Regions from separate parts of the Sus scrofa genome. Here region 2 is linked to region 1. The links are chromatin contacts, called in public promoter capture Hi-C maps. All regions are on one chromosome and are shown on one strand. The core of a region is the stretch at or near the end of the contact, and the rest is flanking DNA. Distances in the headings are between cores, read along the strand shown.

Region 1 (5,509 bases), core at 1,866-4,365:
AGGGGCTGCGGGGCGCGGGGGCAGCGGCGGGTAGGCGGAGGCCTCGGGGGACAGGAGGGCATCCAGGGAGCCCACCGGATGCCCGCCCTGGGGGCCCGGCTGGGGTGACTTGGGCGAGCTGAAGTCGAGGTTCATGTAGTCGGAGAGCGGGGAGCGCTGCCGGCTGTCGCCGCTCGTGCCCGGGGTGCCCGAGCCCAGGGACGAGGCCGGGCTGCTGGCGGACAGCAGCGACGACGACGAGGCGGCCGAGGCCAGCAGCGGGGGCGCGGGCGGCGACAGGCGCGCACCCGCCTCGCCGAAGTCAATGTTGATGTACTCGCCGGGACTCTTGGGCTCCGGCGGCAGCGGGTACTCGTGTGTGCTGGGCAGCGTCTGCAGCCCTTCCAGCGACAGGCGCGTGGGCCGCACGGCCCGGCAGCGCTGGCTCAGGAAGCCCTCCGGGCGCCCGCTGCCCACGCCACTGGGCCTCCCCGGCGAAGGCACGGAGGGATGGGGTGGCTGGGTGTGGCCGCCGCCACCTGCCGCGGCCCCGAAGGCGCCGTCCAGCTGCGTGGACCCTGTGGACCCCGGGCCGGCCGGAGGCTCCAGCCTCTCCTCCTCCAGGATGCGCCCCACGGGGGAGCTCATGAGCACGTACTGGTCGTTGTCCCCGTTGCAGGTGTAGGGGGCCTTGTAGGAGCGGGGCAGGGAGCTGTAGCAGTAGCCGGGGACGCCCCGGAGCATCTCCCCGCCGCCGTGCAGGGCAGCCGCGAAGAAGTCAGGCGGGGTGCCCGGGGCACCCACGTCGCTGGGGGACATGTTGAGATAGTCCCCGTTGGAAAGCAGCTTGCCATCAGCGTTCTCCATGGACAGCTTGGAGCCGCACCACATGCGCATATACCCGCTGTCCTCCGGGGAGCTCTCGGCCGGGGAGCTGGCCTTGTAGCTGCTGCCCCCACTCCCCGGAAAGGCCCTGCTGGCTGCAGAAGTGGGCGTGGGCACCGCCGCCCCTGTGGGGGGCACGGCCGCTGCAGTGGCCCGTGGCTGCAGGATCTGCTTCGGGGCCGACACGCTGGTGGGGCTCATGGGCATGTAGTCGTCACTCTTGCAGCTCCCACTGCCACCACCCATGAGGGCCACGCCAGGGGTCATGGGCATGTAGCCGTCATCCGTGCCCAGGTTACTGCTGGAGCTCCGGTGCGACCCAATCTCGATGTCGCCGTAGTCTTCGGGGTAGGGGTGGTAGGCCACTTTGGGAGAGGACACGGGGCAGGACGGGCAGAGACGGCCCGAGCTGCCAGAGAAGGTGGCCCGCATCAAGGTGTATTCATCCAGGGATGCGGAGGAGGGCTGGGGCACCGGCCGCTGCCGGGCAGGTGTGGTCAGGGAGTAAGTCCTCTTTCTCAGCCCTCTATCCAAGTCCTGGGCCCCGTCCCCGGATACCCTGCGGTAGGGGCGCCCACAGTGGCTCAGAGGCCGGTCCATGGTCATGTACCCGTACAGCTCGCCCCCGCTGACGTCCCTGGCCGGGGGAGTCTCGGCGATGGATTCGGGCGTGTTGCTCCTGTGGCTGCAGAAGGCTCTCAGGTCCCCAGGGCTAGAGCCATACTCATCCAGGGACATAAAGCCAGGGTCGCTGGGGGAGCCCGAAGCCGAGGCGCTGCCGCTGGAGGGTCGCTGAGGGTGCAGGGGATGCTGCAGGTGCGGGTGTGGGCCGGGAGGTGGCGGGTAGGAGCCCGAGCCATGCCCGCTGCTGGACGACAGGCTGCCCGGGCTGGTGGCGGCCGGGGGCGAGTGCGCCACGGGCATGGACATGGAGCGGCTGTGTTGCAGAGCGCCCCCTGCCGGCGCCAGCGTCACTTTGCTGGCGCGGCCGCCGCAGCCGCCGCTCAGGGTGTGCGAGCGGCTCAGGGGCGCGCGCACAGGCCCTGGGCTCAGGGGGCTCCCCGACACCGACACCGGCCTCCCGCCTGCCGCCCCGGCCCCCGCAGCCGCGCCGCCGTCGCCCTCGCTGGCCGTGCGAACCCGGCACGAGCTGCACTTGGCCGCCGGCGGGGTGGCGGCCAGGCTGTCCGTGCGCGAGCGGCGCACCAGGCCAGTCTGGCTGGGGGGCAGGTTGACCAGGTGGTGGTGGCGGCGCGCGCCGGGGACGCTGATGGGGTGCGTGGCTGACGAGCCGGACGACTGGCTCTTGCTGCGCGGCCGGAACTCGAAGAGCTCCTTGAGCGCCTTCATGGCCTCCAGGATGGTCTCGTGGATGTTCTGGGCCACCACCGAGTCGTCCGCCTGCATCCACAGCTCTCCCGGGCCCGTGACGGCCGAGCGGCCCACCTCGATGAAGAAGAAGCTGTCCGAGTGGCCGCAGCGGCGGATGTTCATGAGCTGCAGGGTCACCGACGGCTGCTCGCAGTTGAGCTTCACGAAGCCGATGGTGCGCGCCGACAGGCACAGGCGGTACACGCCCGTCAGGTTCTTGCTCTGGCCCAGGCCCTTGGGCTTCAGGTTCACCTGCCACACCTCGCGGTAGGCGGCCGTGGCGGGCGCCACCAGCCCGTAGCTGTCATCGGCCGCCGCGGCGCCGGCCGAGCCGCCCAGGGCGCCGGGCAGGGAGGCGCTGCAGGACGCGGCGGTGGCGGCGGCGGGGGGCGCGTCGCCGGCGCTCGCGCGGCCCTCGCTGACCAGGTCGGTGAGCGCGCGGTACCAGCCCTCCTGCTCCTGCTCGTTCTCGGCCGCTACGGCAAAGTACTCGTCCTTGGTGTAGAGGGCGATCAGGTACTTGTGCTTGGCGTCAGCGCGCTTGTTGATGTTCAGGCAGCAGTCGAGCGCGATGACCCGCTTCGGGGCGCCCGCCTTGCTCCGCCACTTCTTCTCGCTCTCGTAGTACTCGAGCCGCGGCGGCTGCGGCGCCGACCCCCCACCCGCTGTCGCCGTCGCCTCGTCGCCGCCCGCGCCGGGCCCGCGCAGCACGAAGAAGCGCTTGTGGCCGTGCTTCTGCTTGCGCAGGTAGCCGCACTTGCGCACGCTGTGGTTGTTGTTGTTGTTGTTGTTGTTGAGGTTGGGGCCGTCGCCGCCCGCCGGCCCGGGGGGCCCGTGCAGCGGCGGGCTCGCCATCGCCGGCGATTCAGGCCCCGCCGCCCGGCCGGGCTTGGAGGGGCTGGAGGGAGCGGAGGGGGCGCGGGCGGGAGCGGCTCCCTCCCCCCCCTGCTCGCCCGCCCGAGCCCGCGTCCCTCGGGCCCAGGAGGTGGAGAAGGTTCGGGGAGGCCCGCGGGGGCCGGCACCGCGCGGTGGCGCAGCGCCCTCCGCGCTCCGGGGCCCCAGAGGATGACCAACGCGGGCGGTGGCCGCCCCCTGGCCCGGCTGCCCGCGGCCGCTTCCTCCTGGGCTCTCGGGCGGCGCCTGGGGACTCGCTGGCTGGGCCGAGAGTCGGGGTCCCCGAGCCGTGGGGCCGAGCCTTAAGGCGCGCGCGGCCGCACCGGTCCCGCCGCTGCGCCGCGCTCCGCGGTGCCGGGGTGTGCCCGGGTACTCGGGGTCCGCGCCGCCGCCGGGGTTGGTGCTGCTGCTGCTGCCAACGGCGACCCGGGCTCGTCGCGGTCCCCGCCGCACAGTGAGTAACACATCGCGCACCGAGTGACTGAACTAAGAAGAGCAAAACAACATGTGACTCGGCGTTACGCAGGCACACACTGCGCGGCCGCCCCGCCCCGCCGCCCGCATTGGCGCCGCGCCCCCGGACGGACGGCGCGTGCGGCCAATGGGCGCCGGGCGCGGGGGGGGCGGGCCGCGCGCCCCCGCCCCGCCCCCCTTTCTCCCGGGGCCGCGTTTCCCGCCGTCCCCTCCCCCTCCCGCGGAGGCCGGGGCCCGGGGCGGGGTGGGGGCCGGCCCGAGCCTCATTAATCAGAGGCTCGTTGGGGATGCCGGCGGAGGAGATGCCACCCAGGGCGGGAAAAGGGGCGCGCGGGAGGGGCGGGGGCCGGCCGCCGCGCGGAGGGCCCTGCCCTCCCGCCTTTGACTCAATTAATTGGGCTCGAAGCTTCCGCCGGGGAGGGGACCGGGGGAGGGAACACTGTAGGGGGTGGGCGCCTGCGGAGATCAGGGGCCGAGACCGCGGACCTGGGCTTGGTGCAGGGGAGGCGGAGGTAGCACCCCACTCGGGCCCCGCATCGCCCCGCCGCCGCCCCATTTGCTGGGGGCCAAGAAGGGGCAGTGAACTTGGCTGCCCTCTCGGAACCACCTTCCCCCAACACACACTTCGGCCAGCAGATCCCGCGCCCAGGCTCGGGGTGGGGGCGCGCCTTGGCGGGTTTGCGCCTGGGTGGTTCCCGGGTGCCCGGCCCCGGCTTGTTTACGAGCATCACATTAGTCCGTCACCGGTGAGCTCTGGATCGGCAGCAGCTTCGGTGCCCCTTCCTGGAAGGAGAGTCGGGGTGCGGGAGGGGGCGCGGATGCGGCGCCCTCTACCCCAGGCCGCGCTGGCGGCGGCCGCTGGCGGGATCCCACCCGCTCAGGGGCGCCCTTCCCCCGCACCCGGTCGTGGGCTCTTTCCGGGGCGTCATCAGCGCCATTCACTTGTCAGGTTCTCGGGAAGTTGAAATCGGCTGTTGGGGATGTAATAGGAGAAAGAGAAGGAGGACGAGCGGGCGTGGAGAACTGCAGTTTCCATAGTGCCGGGAAGAGGGCGGGCTCCAGCGAGCACACAGCCCCGGGAGCCGGGTCCCCGCCGCGGGTGCCCTCCTCCCGCCCGACCCTCGGCACCGCGTGGGGGAGGCGCAGGAGCGGGCGGCTGCAGACCTGCGCGCGCTTAGCCCGCAGTCTGCGCCGCGTGGAATACGCCCTTGAAGAAGTGCTTCGAGTGTTTACATCTACGTGGCTTTTGTGACTTTCAAAGTCGATTACAAATGAGGACTCACCCGGTACAATCGCATCTCCCAAATAACAGTGAGGGCTACTGGTGAGAGGGGGAGTTCTTGGGTTCGGATCCAGGCAGGCTCCAGATCCTGCAGAAACTAAGAAGGCTAAACACAAAAGCCCTTACTTTTTTTTTTTTTTTTTAATTATGTGCCTTCATGAAATAGTTTGAAACAACAGTGTTGGTTAATTTTTATAAGTCCTGGAAGTTTGCCTTTAAATGTCCTCTATACTTTATAAAAGTCTTTATGTTAAATGGGATGAAGCCCTACATTAAAAAAAATGATTTAAGATTGTAATTTTTTGAAAGGATGATCTATATATTTAACATGGTTGTAAAAATGGGACTTAAAAATTCTACCAGTTAATTCTATGGGTCAGGAGATCCCTACTTACAGAAAGATCATAGCATTTTTGTTTGTTAGGTATACAAGTTATGATTATTGATGAGTAATATAAGCAGGAATAATCAATGACAAATACCATCATAGAACTATAGAGAGGTATATTTAAACTTGATCCTTCATTTTTAACCACGCTTTAAAAAATACTTTTAGGAGTGCTGCTTTAAGTGTGTGTGTATATCTCTGTGTGTGTTTCTGTGTGTGGGTGTGTATGATTGTGT
Region 2 (5,509 bases), core at 2,005-4,504, 620 kb after region 1:
AGAGAGTAGAGTCTTCGGAATTTGAAGTCGGAACAAGGAAGTTTATTAAGGTTCTATACCATCATGAATGCCATTTCTTACTCCTGAATGACAACAACAACAAAACGTAGTTCTCAGCATGGCATTTTCTTTTAAAGCAAAATTTTGTAAATCCAAAGTACAGTAGGTAGGGTAGCATATTGTTCAGGGCATTGCAGGTTTGAGATAAATGTACTAGGATTTATATTTTAAGCACTTCAAAACAAAGAATTGTATGTTCATCTCTTTTATTCCCATAGGTTTGAGCATCTCCATTAAAACTAGAAATACCCTTTTCCATAGTGGCATATTTAAAATGCCCGATCAGGAGGTCTCACTGTGGCCCAATGGGATCCCCCGAGTCTTGGGAGTGCTGAGATGCAGGTTCAATCCCCTGCTCCACAGGGTGGGTTAAGGATCCACTGTTGCCGCAGCTGTGGCTTAGGTAGCAACAGTGGCTCAGATCTGATCACTGGCCTGAAGACTCCATATGCCAAGGGGCGACCAAAAAATAAATTAATTAACTTAATTAAATGACTGATCACCATTAACTATATTTTACTACTGGTCCTCTAACCTTGTCCAGAAAACAGTAAGTCATTGGTATACATTTTAAGAACTTTGTAAAGCTAATCAAATATTTTCTGACTTTTTAGCCCAAGGGGTAAATTAAATGTCTTGTAGCCATTATTCACCACTGCATTCCTAGTGCATAAAAGACATGGTAGACAATCCTAAATACTTCTTGTTGAATGAATAAAAAGCTGTTGTGTTTCACACGTCTGTCAAGTCCATGAAAAAATGAGAGGAATCATTATTGATATGACATCTCCATGTGCCTCCAGGGCAGCCAAAAAAAAAAAAAAGACATGACATCTTGATTTAAAAAAAAAGGCAAAAAAGAACCTGGAGTTCCCGTCGTGGCCCAGTGGAAACGAATCTGACTAGGAACCATGAGGTTTTGGGTTCGATCCCTGGCCTCCCTCAGTGGATTAAGGATCTGGCATTGCCATGAGCTGTGCTGTAGTTCACAGACAGGGCTTGGATCCCTCCTTGCTGTGGCTGTGGTGTAGGCCGGCAGCTGTAGCTCCAATTAGACCCCTAGCCTGGGAACCTCCATATGCCACGGGTGCAGCCCTAAAAAGACCAAAAAAAAGCAGAAACAAACAAAAAAACCTCCGGGATTTCCCATCCTGGCTCAGCGGTAACCAACCCAACTAGTATCCAGGACAACTAGGATTCGGTTCCTTTCCTGGCTCAGCGGGTTAAGGATCCGGTGTTGCCCTGAGCCGAGGTGTAGGTCGGAGACAGGTCTGGGATCTGGTGTTGCTGTGGCTGTGGTGTAGGCCTGTAGCTGTAGCTCCAATCAGACCCTTGGTCTGGGAACTTCCATATGCCACAGCTAGTCATTAAAAAAAAAGAAAAAAACAACAGCAGGAGTTCCCCATCGTTGTGCAGCGGAAACGAAGCCAACTAGGAGCCATGAGGTTGCAGATTCAATCCCTGGCCTCACTCAGCGGGTTAAGGATCTGGCGTTGCTGTGACCTGTGGTGTAGGTCACAGACGCAGCTTGGATCCTGCGTTGCTGTGGCTGTGGTGTAGGCCAGCAGCTACAGCTCTGATTCAACCTCTAGCCTGGGAACCTTCATATGCCACAGATGCAGCTCTAAAAAGCAAAAAAACAAAACAAAACAACAAACACTCCAGCTTGATGGTCATTGGGAAGGGTAAATTATTTCTCACCTTTTTTCTTTCTTTTTTTTTTTTTTTTAACAGCTGCTGGCCTACACCAGAGTCACAGCAACACCAGATCCGAGCTGCATCTGCAACCTACACTACAGCTCAGGGTCACACCGAATCCTTAACCCACTGAGAGAGGCTAGGGATGAAACCTGGACCCTCATGGTTCCTAATCGGACTAGTTTCCACTGCACCATGACAAGAACTCCACCTTTATTTTTTTTTTTTAATTTATTTTTAGTTTTTTGGCTTTTTGCCATGTCTTGGGCCGCTCCCTCGGCATATGGAGGTTCCCAGGCTAGGGGTCGAATCGGAGCTGTAGCCACCGGCCTACGCCAGAGCCACAGCAACGTGGGATCTGAGCCACGTCTGCTACCTACACCACAGCTCACAGCAACGCGGATCCTTAACCCACTGAGCAAGGCCAGGGATCGAACCCACAACCTCATGGTTCCTAGTCAGATTCGTTAACCACTGCGCCACGACGGGAACGCCCACCTTTATTCTTAAATTCAGATAAACACTACTCATTTTAGAGCCAGTGAATGCAAGGATTAAAAGAACCTCTTTCTTGTTACTGTACTTTAAAATTACGTATATGCGTTTCTCCTATGCAACGTTTACTCTATTCCATATAGTCTCTTCGTTGCCACATAGTGTCACAGTATTAAAGCCTTTTAAGCAGGCTAGTGGCCAATAAATGAAACTTTACCTATCATTTGCTTTACACTGGGCCCAAGCTGGAAAAGTGTGACTCTCTAAGTAAAATAACCACTTTCCCAAATATCGAAGTGAACGTTTCCTGATGTGAGGGTGCGATGAAGGGGTAGAATGAAGATCAAACCCATTTACCTCAAAGTTTTACTCCTACTCGTCGTTTATCACCGCAGCAGCGTTCCAACCCATTTCCAAAGACGACCAGCCCAACTTAGTCTGCACTGACAGCCACATCGCGGACTGCTCTGCAGATCGCTGCTAGGGGCACTGCGGATCAAAACCTATTTTACAAACACTGGCTCGGTCTGAATGACACTGAGTAATTAAGAAACTCTCCCGCGGTCTTGGTTGTCACGACACTGTTCTCCGGACACTCGGGAACTCCACCAGAACGTGATGAACCGCAGAGCATCGATTCAGTCCCAGGGGGAGCGGCCACGGGCAGCAGGGCACCCGGAGCCAGGCGAACCCGCCCACCCACCCGTCCGAGAGACGCAGCGCCGCCCAGGCACAGAGGCGGTAGGGACGTCAGGGGCCGAGGCCGAACTACCTGACAGGGTTAGAGTTGGCGACACGACACCCGCCAAAGGACAGGGCAGGACAAAGGAGGCCAAACGAGTCCTCCGAAAAGCACCAAGCGCGGCGCAGACCCGCACGCCGCGGACAAAGCGGGGGAGGGGGCCACGCCCACAGGCGGGGCCTCGGCCGGAAGAGGCGGGCCTCGCGCGGCCCCGTCGTCTAGGCAACGGGGCTCCTCGGAAGCCCAAATCCAGGCGTTTAGGGCGGGGAGGAGGGGGAGGGGGGCCCAAGGCTGCACAGGGAGAGGCCCCCGGGACCCGGGCGCCCGGACGCTTGCCCCACCACGGCTTGGGTGGTCTTTCGAAGTGGGGGCGCGGACTTTAAGAGAGGATTCCATGGCACATGCGGGAAGGGGTCGGGGTCACCTGCCCTCTACGGGGACCCGGCCTGGCGAACCGCTCCCCTCTCGGGTCCCTTTGTCTCCAAGCCGCTCGGCGCTGGGCTCCGGCCGGCAACACAAAGGGCGGGCGGTGAGGACCGCGCAGGCGCGGGAGCCGCCGAGGCTGCCGGGAGTGGTGGTCCGACTGCCGAATGGTAGGTCTCCGGCGCGGGCAAATGGGCCTCTTGGCCACACAAGTACGCATGCGCAACCACTTCCGTCTTGCCGGGCCAGCCTGGTCCCTCCGCCCCCGGAGGGACGCGGGTTTCTAGTAGTAAGAGCCGAGGGGGAGGTGTCCGTGATCGCCCCGCCTATTCTTTCTCCTGATTGGGCCGCCGGGGTGAGGGCGGAACCTGGATTGGCCCTCGAGGTTGCCAGTCTGTTCCGGGCCGTACTTATTTCCCGGCTGCGAGGCGGGATCAGGAGTGTGGGACTGAGCAAAGGGAAGGAGATGGTGACCCGGGATTGTGATGGTCCCGAGGCCGGGTCGGTTCCAGAGAGCTCTGGGCTATGCCACCTGCCTCTCCCGCAACACCCAGCGGCCATGCAGCCCCGCCCAACGCACTTTGCCTGCAAGTGCGAAACTCCCACTAAAGTTTTCAGCTCGCCCGCTGCCCCTTGCCCCCGCGGCCCCTGCCCCGGCAAAAGTGACAGACAAAGCCACACCCCCGTGCGGCGGGGCCGGTGAGGGGCGTGAATGCGGCGGGGGCGGGGCCCACGGGGGAGGGGGCGGTGGGGCCAGGACGCATGCGCGATGCAGGGGGCCGAATGTTTCCCAAGTGTTTGAAACTGGTATTTGGGTTTTCCACGTTGGACAAGTGCGGCGCGGCGGGCGGCGCGCGCCCCTTCCCGCGCTCGCTCGGCCCCGGCCCCGGCCCCTGCGCCGGGGTGCGCGCCCGCACGCCCGCCCGCGCCCGCCCCGCGCCCGAGGCCGCCGAGCTCCGGCCCGGCCCGCCAGGCGCCGGTCCCCGGGCCCAGGCGGTGCAGCTCGCAGATGTAGCGGCGCGGGGCCGGCCGGAGGGGAGGCGCCGGCGGGCGGGAGCCTTGCATTTTGCAGCGCTGGGCTCCGAGGGGGCGGGGGCCGGAGGAAGCGGAAAGCCGCGCCGAGTCGCCGGGGACCTCGGTGAACCATGTTGAGCCCTGCCAACGGGGAGCAGATCCACCTGGTGAACTATGTGGAGGACTACCTGGACTCCATCGAGTCTCTGCCTTTCGATCTGCAGAGAAACGTCTCGCTGATGCGGGAGATCGACGCGAAATACCAAGGTACGGCGGGATGGATGGGCGGGGGCGGCTGCTCCATCCCCGTCGGTCGCGGCGCGCCGCGGGGCCGCGGGCCGTCCTGATCCCCGCTTGGGGAGCCTCGATCCCGCGGCGGGGCCCTGGCCGGACAGAAACAAAAGGTCTGGAGCGTCTTTGATTTGCGAAGGTCCTTGTGCGCGAAGCCCGGACACGGAGGAGGAAGAAGGAACGAGAGGTCTCAATGCCAGGCTGCGCGAGCAAAGCGCTCTTTGTAGTGAAGTGACGAGGCGGGGTGCTGCGGGGGAGGGGGCGCAGGGGGCGCCGGCTGAGGCGCCGAGGGAGGGATGTGCAGCGGTCGCTAGCTAGGGGCTCAGAGACGGTGCTGCGCGCAGGGCTGCTGGGAGGGCAATGCGGGCGAGGGGTCCGCCGGCCCTGCTCGCCATCCCCGGAACCACCTTCACTCAGTCCCGAATCTGAGTGTTACATAAAGTCCGGGGTCGGTACTCCGCGTGGTGCAGCCCCAGTCGCCCCCACCCAGCCCCCGGCCCTCCCGCGGTGCTGGACACGGAGCGAGGGCCGACGTACGGGGGGCGACGCGGCCGGGTGTAGTTTGCGGAGGGCCAGGGCTTTATTCTGTGCGTGCAGTGGTCAAGGGGAGGGGAGGGAAGGGAGGATGGGGCGAGGAAGTCGCCCATCTGTGCTGTGCTCGGGGGGCGCAGGCAAATATTGTCGACTTGGAGAGGAACATGGCAGGGGAAGAGGACCTGTGGGTCGTTCTCTGCTGCCTCGGCCGCCCAGAATGCCGGAGAGAGACGGAGGGTTCGGGTCCGCTGG

Evidence for each region. Promoter capture Hi-C pulls out the DNA fragments that hold promoters and counts their contacts.
Region 2: a promoter capture Hi-C map of fetal liver shows a contact between it and region 1, with 5 times the contacts expected there. The contact joins the promoter of ING1 here to the promoter of IRS2 in region 1. A contact is called at or near these places in 2 of 5 promoter capture datasets (fetal liver and liver) and 2 of 47 Hi-C or Micro-C datasets (heart right ventricle and liver).

The regions. Positions count from the first base shown.
Region 1 is chr11:76,651,524-76,657,032 of Sscrofa11.1, forward strand. IRS2 (insulin receptor substrate 2) reads right to left here and starts at 3,116. Exons shown (of 3, transcript XM_021065907.1): 1 at 1-3,116. The coding sequence starts at 3,090. It overlaps LOC110255859 (a long non-coding RNA gene), which reads left to right and starts at 3,888. Exons shown (of 2, transcript XR_002336770.1): 1 at 3,888-5,509.
Region 2 is chr11:77,267,018-77,272,526 of Sscrofa11.1, forward strand. It overlaps ING1 (inhibitor of growth protein 1), which reads left to right and starts at 3,255. Exons shown (of 2, transcript XM_021065917.1): 1 at 3,255-3,588. The coding sequence starts at 3,390. CARS2 (probable cysteine--tRNA ligase, mitochondrial) reads right to left here and starts at 2,919. Exons shown (of 15, transcript XM_021065916.1): 1 at 2,611-2,919.